Regions from separate parts of the Hordeum vulgare genome. Here region 2 is linked to region 1. Evidence: chromatin contacts called from public Hi-C data. All regions are on one chromosome and are shown on one strand. The core of a region is the stretch at or near the end of the contact, and the rest is flanking DNA. Distances in the headings are between cores, read along the strand shown. Region 1 holds the start of LOC123402980 (ethylene-responsive transcription factor RAP2-4-like). Region 2 overlaps LOC123401911.

Region 1 (5,200 bases), core at 467-2,966:
CCGTCGGGCCAGAGCAGCCGCCGATTCGATCCAAGGAGAAATTACATCATAGCTACGGAGCTTAACGAAGACTGTACTGGTAGTGGTAGTAGCTGCTTGCTGTTCACGACAGGATGGAGTCCCAGTCGATCTCCACGGACGGGTACTTGCGCAGGTGGAAGGTCTCCGACTCGTCCCACGGCGCCTCCGTGAAGTCCAGCTTCTCCATCTCCGGGACCGGCGGCGGGGACCCGGCGGACACCGAGTCCTCTCCCTCCGTGGACGCGGAGCACTTGGGGGACTCCGGCTCCGGCTCCGCCTCGGCGGAGTTCTTGGACGAGGGCGCGGCGAGCGACTGGCAGATGGCGGTGAGCTTGGCGTCGACGGAGGCGTGGAGCGGGCCGGCCAGGTGGGCGCCGCCGCGTCGGAGCGACGGGAAGTTGAGGCGGGCCAGGTCGCCGCGGAGGCGGAAGGCGGCCTTGTCGTAGGCGAGCGCGGCGTCCTCGGCGGTGTCGAAGGTGCCGAGCCACAGCCTCGTACGGTTCTTGGGGAGGCGGATCTCCGCCACCCACTTGCCCCAGTGGCGCTGCCGCACTCCGCGGTACAGCTTGGACTGCGCGGGCGCCACTCCGGCCAGCGCCAGCGCCGCGGCGGACGCGCGCGGCGGCGGCGACCCGGACTGCTTCATCGGCTGCGCGCGCGGCCCAAGGAAGGAGCCGCCAGCCAGGCCCCTCTGCTGCTGCTGCTGGACGAAGAACTGGGCCTGGATCTGCTGGATCTGGGCCGGGCCGAGCTGGGCCAGCCCCATGGATCCGTTGTTCACGGCATACTGCGAAGAGGAGGAGTAGAGCGGCGGAAGCTGCGAGAAGGGCGCGGTGGTGGGTAGAGGAGGGGCTGCGAACGAGGCGTAGGATGACGACGATGATGGGGTGGCCGTGTATGAATCTTGGGTCATGGAAGGAGAAGAGTAATACTGGTACTGGTAGGGGTAGGGGTAGGAAGAGGAGGAAGCACCCGTGATAAAAGGTTCGAGTGCTTTCATGAGCTCCTGATCCGAGGCAGAGCCGATCTGGTGCGTGGCGGGGTTGTACTTGTACATGTCTATGGCTGCGGCCATGGGGGCTTTGGACAGAGGAAGAAGAAGATGGTGATGCAGAGAAGGGCGAACCAAAAACGGGACGGAAAAAAAGGAGCTTTCTCGTGCAAGCAGAAAGGAAGGGAAAAAAAAAGGGCCCTGTTCCTCAATAAAATTAGAGAAACGAGGGGAAAACAGGGAATAAATCCGGACGAACTCGAAGGGTATTGCAAAAGAACCCTTTCCGGCCGTGCCGAGGCAAATTAAGGAAGGCAGAAAGAAAAGGAAAAAGAAAGGCAAGAATCCAGGAGAGAAAAAAGGTTCTCTGGATCTCTGTTCCTCTAGGAGAGTGGTGAGGTCGCCAAGAAATCAAGAGGAGCCCCGAGCAAGAGGAGAGCGCTTCTTCCGATCTAATAATCCCAGAAGAAGGACCCCTTGAGCAGGGCCTCTGTTTCTCGCGTGGTCCTGCTGGCTGCTGCTAAAAAGACCAGAGAAGTTCAGAGAACAAACCTGCCGTCGTCGTCGCTGCTCAAAGGGCTCGTCAGATCGCTCAACCTCACCGTGGAGTGGAATGGGATGGGATGTGGCTGGCTGCGCGTTTGCAGTCGGTGGGTGGTGGGGGTTGAGGCGTCTCTCTGAGGAAGAAGGGGCGTCGCGCCCGGGCGTTTTATAGCGCCAGGCTCCCGCCGGCAGTGCACGCCAAGCCAAGCAACGCCCACCCGCCGTGCAATTTGCTGCCACAAAGCGATGTGATTGGGGTTAATTTCGTTAATCGTTTCTTGTTCTGTTGGGAGCTGCACTGCGGTTTTGAAAAATGAGACGTTGCTTTCGCCCATGGCGTCAGCACGCGCCGGGCAGCACGCGGGAACCGCAAGTTGCGGCCAATGAGGATCCGCCACTTGTGCTCCGGACACGCGGGTGATCATCTCCACGCTGTAGTTCTGTGCAAGTGGCCTCGTCTCATTGGGTGGTGGTGCGCTCGTTTGACCTCACAATGTGCTGCCCCTGCCCTTTGTGCTCTGCTCCGGAATTCGGCTTCTGAGCTGCGCCAAGAGCTCCGAACCCACTGCTTAAAATAAGGTGCTAAATCATTTTTCACATGTACATATCTTTTTCTACATTAGTTTCGTAATCTTCTGTTTAGTCTGTTTGTTTAGACACGGTTGTTCTTATCCCGAGCTCATATGAGCTCGAGCAAACAGGAAAATCAAAAAAAAAAAACACAAGAAATGATTCTTTTATGTGTGAAATATTGATAAATGTTTCAATTGCTTGCAAAATTTTATCACCAGTTGTTAATCGTGAAAAATATGGCAAACAAAAATATCGATGCTCCAAGATGTTATTTTCAAACATATTTTGGAGCATCATTTTTTCCCACGTTTCCCACGAATGTCGTTCTATATTTCAAAAAAAAAATGGCAAACAAAAACAAAATTCCTCGTTACAGCATCTATAATCGGACGTCCTAAACCCGCCTAAAACGTCCAGACGGAGAGCCTAATCAGTGACCATTCGCAAAATATGATCGAGACATACGCCTCAAACAGTCAGGCTGACCGACACCCCTTATATCCAGCCCAAATATGAGGCGGATATGGGGAGGACCACGCGCGTCCGCCACGACGAGTCCGGCCCCTGCTGGCCCATCCGACCTCATATATATTCATCTCGATCCTCTGTACGGACCAAACCCTAGCCACTTCAGTCCCCTCCATCACTTCGCCACCCAAGCTCTCGTTCGGCGATCTCTGGCCTTCTTCGGCATGGCGGCTAGTGGATCCGAGTCCTACACCTCCACATTCGTCCACCATGAGCTCATCTCACGGGGCTCCGAGGAGGAGATGATCGTTCGGCTTGCGCTCCACCGCTCTCGGGAGGAGGCCGCCCGACGGCAGTGCATAGACTCCTTTGGTCGAGAATCCGCCGGTAGCGGTGCTGTCGTCCCCTCACCATATTTGGTGATGTCTGTCTCGCATCCGACAACGGGGGCGGACGCACAACCCATCCATTATTATGCCGAGCTGGAGGACGCAACATGGGCGTCCTCACACACAAACATGGCACGGTGTGCCCGCCATGCGAGGCAGCAAGCACGGGAGGCAGTGGCATGCCTTGCGGCGGTGGACGTTGATGAGGCGGAGTTGCATTCTCCGGCGTCCCGTATGGTGAACCAGTGCGGGCGCCTCATCGTAGTGGACGTCAGCTCCTCCCGGGAGGGATCCATTCGGTCTCACATTCATCGGCGCCGTCCGGGTTGCGGGCTCCAACGAGAAAGAGTAGGACACGCGAGACAGCGAGAGCTCGACTCCAATCAGGGTCGACCCTGAGGGGGGCAGGGGGGCGACCGCCCCGGGCCCCCAAAATCGAGGGGCCCCGAGAGGCCCAAAATGTTGACGGCTGTAGTACTCGTTTGTTCCTCGTTCTGTACGTGTTTCCTAACCTTCCCTTTTGAGAAAATACGTGTTCCCTAGCCAGATACAATTTATCCAAAAAAAAATACGTCCTGAAAATTAGCATGTAACTCTTCTATGATCGTGATATGTTCCGCCATTCCTCAAACTCCGCTATTTCTTGACCAGAAAAACCGGGCAGTTAGTCTGTTCCTTTTTCTCTTCGTTGCATTTTCTTCCTCCTAGATCGACGCGGCCGGCGACAACGGCAAGACGGCGGGTGGCGTCCATGCTGGGGTCAAAGTGGATGTGGCCATGGTGGGCGGACGGATGGCCCTGACGCATGTTTGCAAGTTGCGACGCGACGAACTACACCGATTCTGTTTTCTAATTTGAAGGCGTTGCATGCATACACACATCACCAAGAATTTCCGGTCACAAGCCACGCCAAGCTACATCTCATCATCGGCGAGCGCTAGATCAGGTGATCAACGATGCCGATCCGACTTATCCCAGTAATACCGTATTGCCATTTTTGTTTCCTATCCCATATAGTGTTATATATTACTAATTAAGTAATTTGTCTCCCATATATCCTGCACAAATTGCAGCGTTCATTCTTTGATGCAATTTATTTTAAATTTTAGCATTGGGTGCATCATCATGTTGACTAGAATATATCGGTTTTGATAAAAGGAAATGAAAAGGAAACACCGTGTGGTTGAATTGATCAAATCAGAGGGAAGAGCTATTGATCCATCATAAGTGAGAGTATTGTTATAATAATTTTAAAGGTAATAAATATGCACAAATAATTTGATACGAATGTTTATTTTCAATGCATTTATGTGATCACTGGTAACATTGTTATATTCATATGCATACATAGGTATAGTGCTATATTAAGGGCCCCAAATTTTAGGCTTGCCCCGGGCCCCCAAAAATTCAGGACCGGCCTTGACTCCAGTGAGCCGACAGTGTCACATGTCCTACTCTAGCTCGCTGATGATCGGACCAACACTCTGGGGAGTGCATACGGCCATCAAATATGGGCACGAGGTAGGCAGACAAGCTTTGCTTAAATGCCGTTTTACGTTACATGTAATAGTATGGATTTGAGATTTCTTGTTTTGAACTCTGAAGTTGACGTTTCTAATATGAAGTACAACTGTAGAATGAATTATTTGAGGCTTGACGACTCACTGTGTGCGGACATTTGAGACTCCATCATTTTTTTATTTTTTACTTTTATAAAAGGAGGATGTATCCGGCCTCTGCATCTAGACGATGCATGCAGCCATGTTATTAATTATGCAACAAGACCTTATAAAGTAATACATCAATAAGTCTGATGCCACCATCTTGGCAACACATGCCGCTACTCCTATCCCCTTGATGAAGGGAAGCCGAATGTCCGTGCCAAATACCAAACAGACATCGCACCAAAACCTAACGTCTAAAGTCGGATGCCCCATCCAAGCCACAACACTGGGACTAGGTGACACACCGGTCCGGCGCACTCCGAGTGGGCACACAATTTGAGACTCCATCATGGACACACCAAGTGATGGGTTTCGATCCAATCGATGCCCAAACACTCGATCAACATTAACTGTTTGGATTGGTAAGCTAGGGCTCCCATCCACACAAATCATAAGGCCTCTTCCAATACAGAGTTTCTTATATAAGGTGCTAAATACATAAAAAAATTAGCAACTAAAATCTTTAATGTATTGATTTTAATCTGTTGTTG
Region 2 (5,799 bases), core at 910-3,409, 400 kb after region 1:
TGTGTATGGTGTCTGCCTGCCAAGTGCCAACTAGAAAGTTAGGGGGTTATCAAGTAGGGAATTCGGGCGTAGTGATTACTCCTAACTTAAACATAGGCCAACATCTTAGCCTCTGAAGATCGTCTAGGAAATGCTTCTGTAAAAATCTTAGTGGGGGAGTCAGGAACTGTAGGTTTGTGACAGGAGTCCATTCAGTAGCTCAGTTGTACCTGGCTGTGAGATCGCACCATTTTGTTTCCTGCTCTCCAAAGAGCCAAACGGGAAGTGGAAATAATGTACTTAGTTTTGATTCGTTTTTCGGTGCTTGCCGCTGATGTTTCCACCGTCTCTTGCCGCATCACGTGACAACTTTCAATAGTTTGTTATTTTTAGGTGCTGCCGTTGATGATTGATTGCTCAGTGTTTGTTCCCCTACATAACTTATTTTTTTCTGCCCGTCAGAAATCTTGAAACGGGTAAGATCTTTGTATTAGTGGTTTTGATTCTGCAAGTGCGTTGCCGCCTTCTGTTTCCGACGCGAGAAATTGGGCATAAAAGTTATCCATATGCTAGATTGGATCTGCTAGGAGCCACAAAATCGCCGTCGGTGCCGTGACTGGATGCCGTAATCTCGCGGCGTAGTGTCCACCATCCCATCAATCATGTGAAATGCGACACTGCGGAACGGCGATCCACTTCCGCCGGTCGTGGCCGCGGGCTGTTGGTCCAAGTCCAACAACCATCCCTCGCTGGCCGGAGAGGCAATGAAATTTGTTATTTGTCCCATGATGATGACGATGATGATGAAATCCTCTTGCCAGGACAGAAGCTGTTCCGCGAACCAGGCCCCGGAGCTTGCATTGCACCACGCAAAAATTCAAGTGCACAAACTGAAGTGCAAAAAAAGGGGGCGGTAGGCCAATCACCCCTGATCGATGCTGCTGTTCCTTTGCGTTAAGGCCAAGCAACTCACGCATATGTCTTCTCCCCAATAAATGCGCAGATGAATGAATGATCGAAACGGTCGCAAGGCATCGTCGTTGCTTGCTGTGATGTGGCGCATTGAAAACCCCCAACGGATCGACCAGACCATCCACGATCCATGATCCGTCCCAAGCACTGATGATCAGTTAAAGTTGTCAACTTGTAGTACTAGTACTGTACCCTGCGTGTGGCGTTCGTGCCAAGCTACCTGGCACTGGCAGGCAGCATATATATGTCGTCAGTGCAAGAACGGCCCCAACCAAATGGGCACATCACGTCGATCGATCCTTCTGCTCGGCACGCGCGCGTGCCAAGCGCGGTTGTCCATATCCACATGAACTTTGCCTATATGTTGGCTGTTGCTGTTACGTAGTACGCTAGCCGTCCCCATCATGATCTTGGCCAACAACTCGATCACGTCCATGCGCAAGGTCACGACCCATGAGACGAGCGTCGTCGGCCGAACCAACACTCCAACATGGTATTATTTTTGGCAGATACACACTTCAGTGGGTGGTGGCAAAAGCGCGAGATCTGCCTGTCACTTCGCCGTTGCCGCGAGCATTATGTTGAGGCGAGCATAGACTAATGGCGCGCTTTCTCTTTTTCCCGGGGAAACTTCGTTAAACAATCGGGCAGGCCATGCGTGCGTGCGTGCATGCCGGCGAGGCCAAGGAATTTGGTCGCGGACAGACAGCGCCCCCCAACATTCTCACCAACTCTTTTGAGATAAGAAAACCCACTGGATCTATCTACTGCGTACTCACAGCTGAATTCCGGCAACCTTTCCAGTTTTTTTTTTTAAAAAAAAATTCGGCCAATTAGCTGCCAAATAGACACACTGGCATTCGTTGAAATAAACATGGGTGTACACTGCATATACGTCAAATTTGACGCAGCCTTCTCTCGATGGGCTTAACTGTGGACCTGTCCTGGCTATTCATAGTACCAAGATCAAGAAGCACGATCCTGCGAACCGGGGGAACAGTCCCATACATGTCGAGCTCAACACTCGAGCAGAAAACGATGCCAGAATTTATGTCGCTTTTTTATAAAAAAATATATCTTTCATGGCGCTTTTGTGCTTGAAAAAACAACCAATCTCACGGATGCACACGAGCAGCAGCAGTGCAGCACTAGACGGACAGAGCCACGAGCGAGCAATCAATCAATCATGGAGGACGCCGAGTGCATGCATGCGCGTGCGGCGCGGTGACCTGGAAGGCGTGTCTTTTCCCCGGAGTCTCATACGGTCGATGATTGTTCGAAGCATCCGCGCCGACGAACGTACCAACCAAGGAGGATCTAAAGCCGACGCATCAAATTACCCCGTACGTTTGTACACATGTCCGATCAGTGATCGGACACATGTCCGATCAGTGATCGGACATGAGAGGAAAAAAATGATTTAACCGGATTCTTCGTGTCATTTTTATATATACGTCTAAATTGTCCACAAATCCTCATATTCATATTAAATATAACAAGAGTATGAGGGCTCGCGGACGCGGTCAGACAGTCCATCACGTAAAACGCGACCCCATTCTGAACCATCTTCTTGTTTTTTTATTCATTATTTTCTTTCTCATTCTTTTTCTTCATCAATTATGTATAAATGATCAGACATATGAAAAAGAAAAAAAAATACAATTGTACGAACAGATAAATAGAGAAAACGTTCGATCACTGACCGAACGCGTTTACAAGCGTTTAAAAAATCATATTTGTTATATCCGGCTGTAATGCTCTAACGGGCGCCATGTGCGGCGAGCTCCACGCTGTCTGTCGTCGTCCTCGTCTCGGGAGCATCGGTGTGGATCGGATTGATGCGCGCAGTTTCTTTCTTCTAGGTATGGGAAGCTAGCCATAGCCAGCAATAATCCAAGCAAACGCGCGCAAGGGAACAAAACGCTGCGTTGCCCGCCCGTCCGATCCATCCCATCCATGCTATATCTCCACATCTATATACGTCGTGTGTGCACTGTAGGCTAGCTATGGACCAGACAAATGTCGAGTCTATACGGCCGGCCTCACCTATAAAGGTGCCATCTCTGGGCTCCAGCTCCAATGCTACAATGGTGTTGATGTTGGTGTTATCTTCCGAGCGTCGATCCATGCCTGTGATCCATCGAGCATCGTGGGCGAAATAATGGCGGTGGTTGGAGCAAGGAAGGAACTCGTGGCGGTAAAAGACATAACTATAAGCGAATCATTTTATGGTTGGATACTCACAAAAGGACAGTGGCATTCCAGACTCATCAATGTTTACGTCTTAGGCCTTGTTTGAAATTACTCGGATTATATAATTCACTTTTCATATTTTATTTTATTTTTTAAACATGATAAATTATGATATAAATTATAAAAATTAGATCGATATATTATTAAAAACTCACAATCTATCCTATCCCAGTTAAAATCGGATTACGGATTGCTAATGATCCATTATCCTTGTAAAGTTGGAGATAATTACATTTCTACCACCGTCATCCCCATCTTTAAAAAAGAAAATAGAGGACAGACATGTTATTATGCAATGTAAAACCTGTATTACATTCTATATAATCTAAACTTCAAACATGCCCACCTAAATTATTTTTATAAACCAGATTATATAATCTATCTTCATAATCCAAATTATCATAATCTATTATGATTTCAAACAGAACCTTAGACTAGATAAACATGTACTCCCTTTGTTCCTAAATTTAAGGCGTTTTAGCAATTTAATCTATACCACCAAAACGTCTTATATTTATAAACAAAGGTAGCTCTTCACCAACGTAGCTCCACGAAACCTGTGGATTGGCTACACGATAACTTGCCAGCCACCTAATCGCCACCTAACTTGATCCACTAAGTCTCGTTGTTTTTTATTTCTTCCCGGCCCTGGCTGGAACACGGAATGAAAGTTGTGCAGTCTCCACCGCCTCATGCACCGACACGCCGTACCAACCTATCATCACCACTTCAACAGCACAGGATCCTTAAAATGCAGGCAGACTGACTTTTGTTATCGGCTCTCAGGGTGGTGGGATCATAACTACCTAGCTAGTAGCACATTGCTGTCGAGAAACCTACCATCACTACCTCATTTTGGACCTTAATTTGGTCGCAAGTCTCATCCCTGGGGAAACATTCCAACTTTAGATAGAGCCATCGACTTCCTACTCCTAGACGAGGCGACGATCGATCGTCCCTAAAATCTTGACGATCCCGACGTGTTTTCCAAAAGCAGGTCTCCGTCGATCGGTTTTGAACATTGAACGCTTCAACAATCAACACCCACACCCACAGTGGCAGGGCCAGTCCACTGTGCACAGCAAGTCCACTAGAGCGACGTCCTCTGCACTCTCCTCCAGTTTTCCTCCTCGGTCAGTTACTGAGCTACTATATTCAGTTATCCACACATCACGCGGAGGCTAGATATGGAGATCGATCTACACATTTATGCTGGCCATCCACTGTAATTCTGGAGTCTGGACAAGGTGCTGCGTTCACCGGGAACTGAACTCCGATTCTCCGAAGTACAGCGAACATGCACGTGAATGCATGCGGCAGGAAGCTCGCTCACTGTCACCGGACACGTCGCATCAGCGCAAGCACGTCCGGCTCCTTTGCAATCTGACATTTCCAGCTCTGTAGTAGCTGAACTTGTGATGTGACTGGCCGATGGGCCACCCACCGTGGGGTGAGCCTCGCCAGAGCCACAACAAGTGAATAGAGTGCAAGAGCTTCGAACACGCTTACGGCTCTATCTAGTACAGTAGTTAATGGGCTTCGGCGCATCACGTACGGATCTGGTCGGTCTTTCTTTAGACGGACGCACGGACCGACGTCGACGTCGCCGGTCGACCTCGCCGCCCGATCGGTCCGACGGCCTCAGGGGGCCTTGCTGTTGCGTGACGTTACGACGTCCGCCCGTGCGGGTGACCGCGGTCCATAATTCCGGTCGCTTTGAAGTTTGAACTATGGCCGCCGCCAGGCGCCGGGGCCAGGGCCGAAAGCCACGCCGACGGCAAGAGCTAGCGCCACGCCGTTGCCCGTCAGTGGCGCGCGGGCCTGTTTCTTATTACAGCCTCCGTCAAGACAAGTCGGTCGCATGCGTGGACGTGGTATTTCTGGAAGGATTCCACTGGCTGGCACTGTTATTGCTAGTGGCAGCCAGACGGTGCGTGGTAGAGTGGGCCAGCGGCAACCCCTTTTTTGGGTAGATCTGGATCACACGATTCTTTCTTCGTGGCATGAGACGGCCGCTTCTGTTTCGCTCGTAGCTTACGATTTCGTAATGGGTTTATTCTCTTGGCTTGTCGTGTAACGAAAATGTTGATTCTATAGCGTAGGGAAATTGTTTGTGCAAAGACATTGATCCTTGCCAGAAATACTCACCCTGTCCGGAATTACTTGATGCGGAAATGAGTAAAAATAAACATATTTAAAACTTAAAATATGTCTAGATACATCTATTTCTTTGACGAGTATCTGTTTGTGAATATGTCCAATCCTTCTATACTTATATGAATTTATAGTTATTCTGATCCAGTTATCTCTGAACTCTTAGTTCTATGAGAAATTAATTATTTGATAAAGGGTGAATTTTATTAGCTTAAAATGAAACGGCAAGGGGATACACGCACAATTAGCAACACACCCGGCCTCTTCAAAACCGTTTCAGTGTTGAATTCTCAAAGATGGAGTATGTAGAGTATATTGTATGTATGGCCATCTTTCATGAGAGAGAGTATGTTGATCATCTACTTTTTAGTTGCATTATTGCGAAACATCTATGAAGGATTGTTGTTGAAGTCTTTCTGTTTGTTTCCTGTGATAGTTTCT

The links. Hi-C and Micro-C count contacts between places; a contact is called where the count stands out from the background.
Region 2: a Hi-C map of seedling shows a contact between it and region 1, with 2.1 times the contacts expected there. The contact joins the enhancer-like site here to the promoter of LOC123402980 in region 1. A contact is called at or near these places in 2 of 6 Hi-C or Micro-C datasets (leaf and seedling).

Annotation. Positions count from the first base shown.
Region 1 is chr6H:500,994,198-500,999,397 of MorexV3_pseudomolecules_assembly, forward strand. LOC123402980 (ethylene-responsive transcription factor RAP2-4-like) reads right to left here and starts at 1,717. Exons shown (of 1, transcript XM_045096953.1): 1 at 1-1,717. The coding sequence starts at 1,096. The coding sequence ends at 104.
Region 2 is chr6H:501,397,517-501,403,315 of MorexV3_pseudomolecules_assembly, forward strand. It overlaps LOC123401911, which reads left to right. Exons shown (of 6, transcript XM_045095775.1): 6 at 1-291. Among protein-coding and RNA genes, the nearest start is that of LOC123401911, 12 kb to the left of the region's middle. Within about 2 kb of position 2,160, at least 2 of the 3 cell types and tissues checked have open chromatin away from gene starts, as enhancers often do. A contact at or near this core is called in seedling, where this site is marked.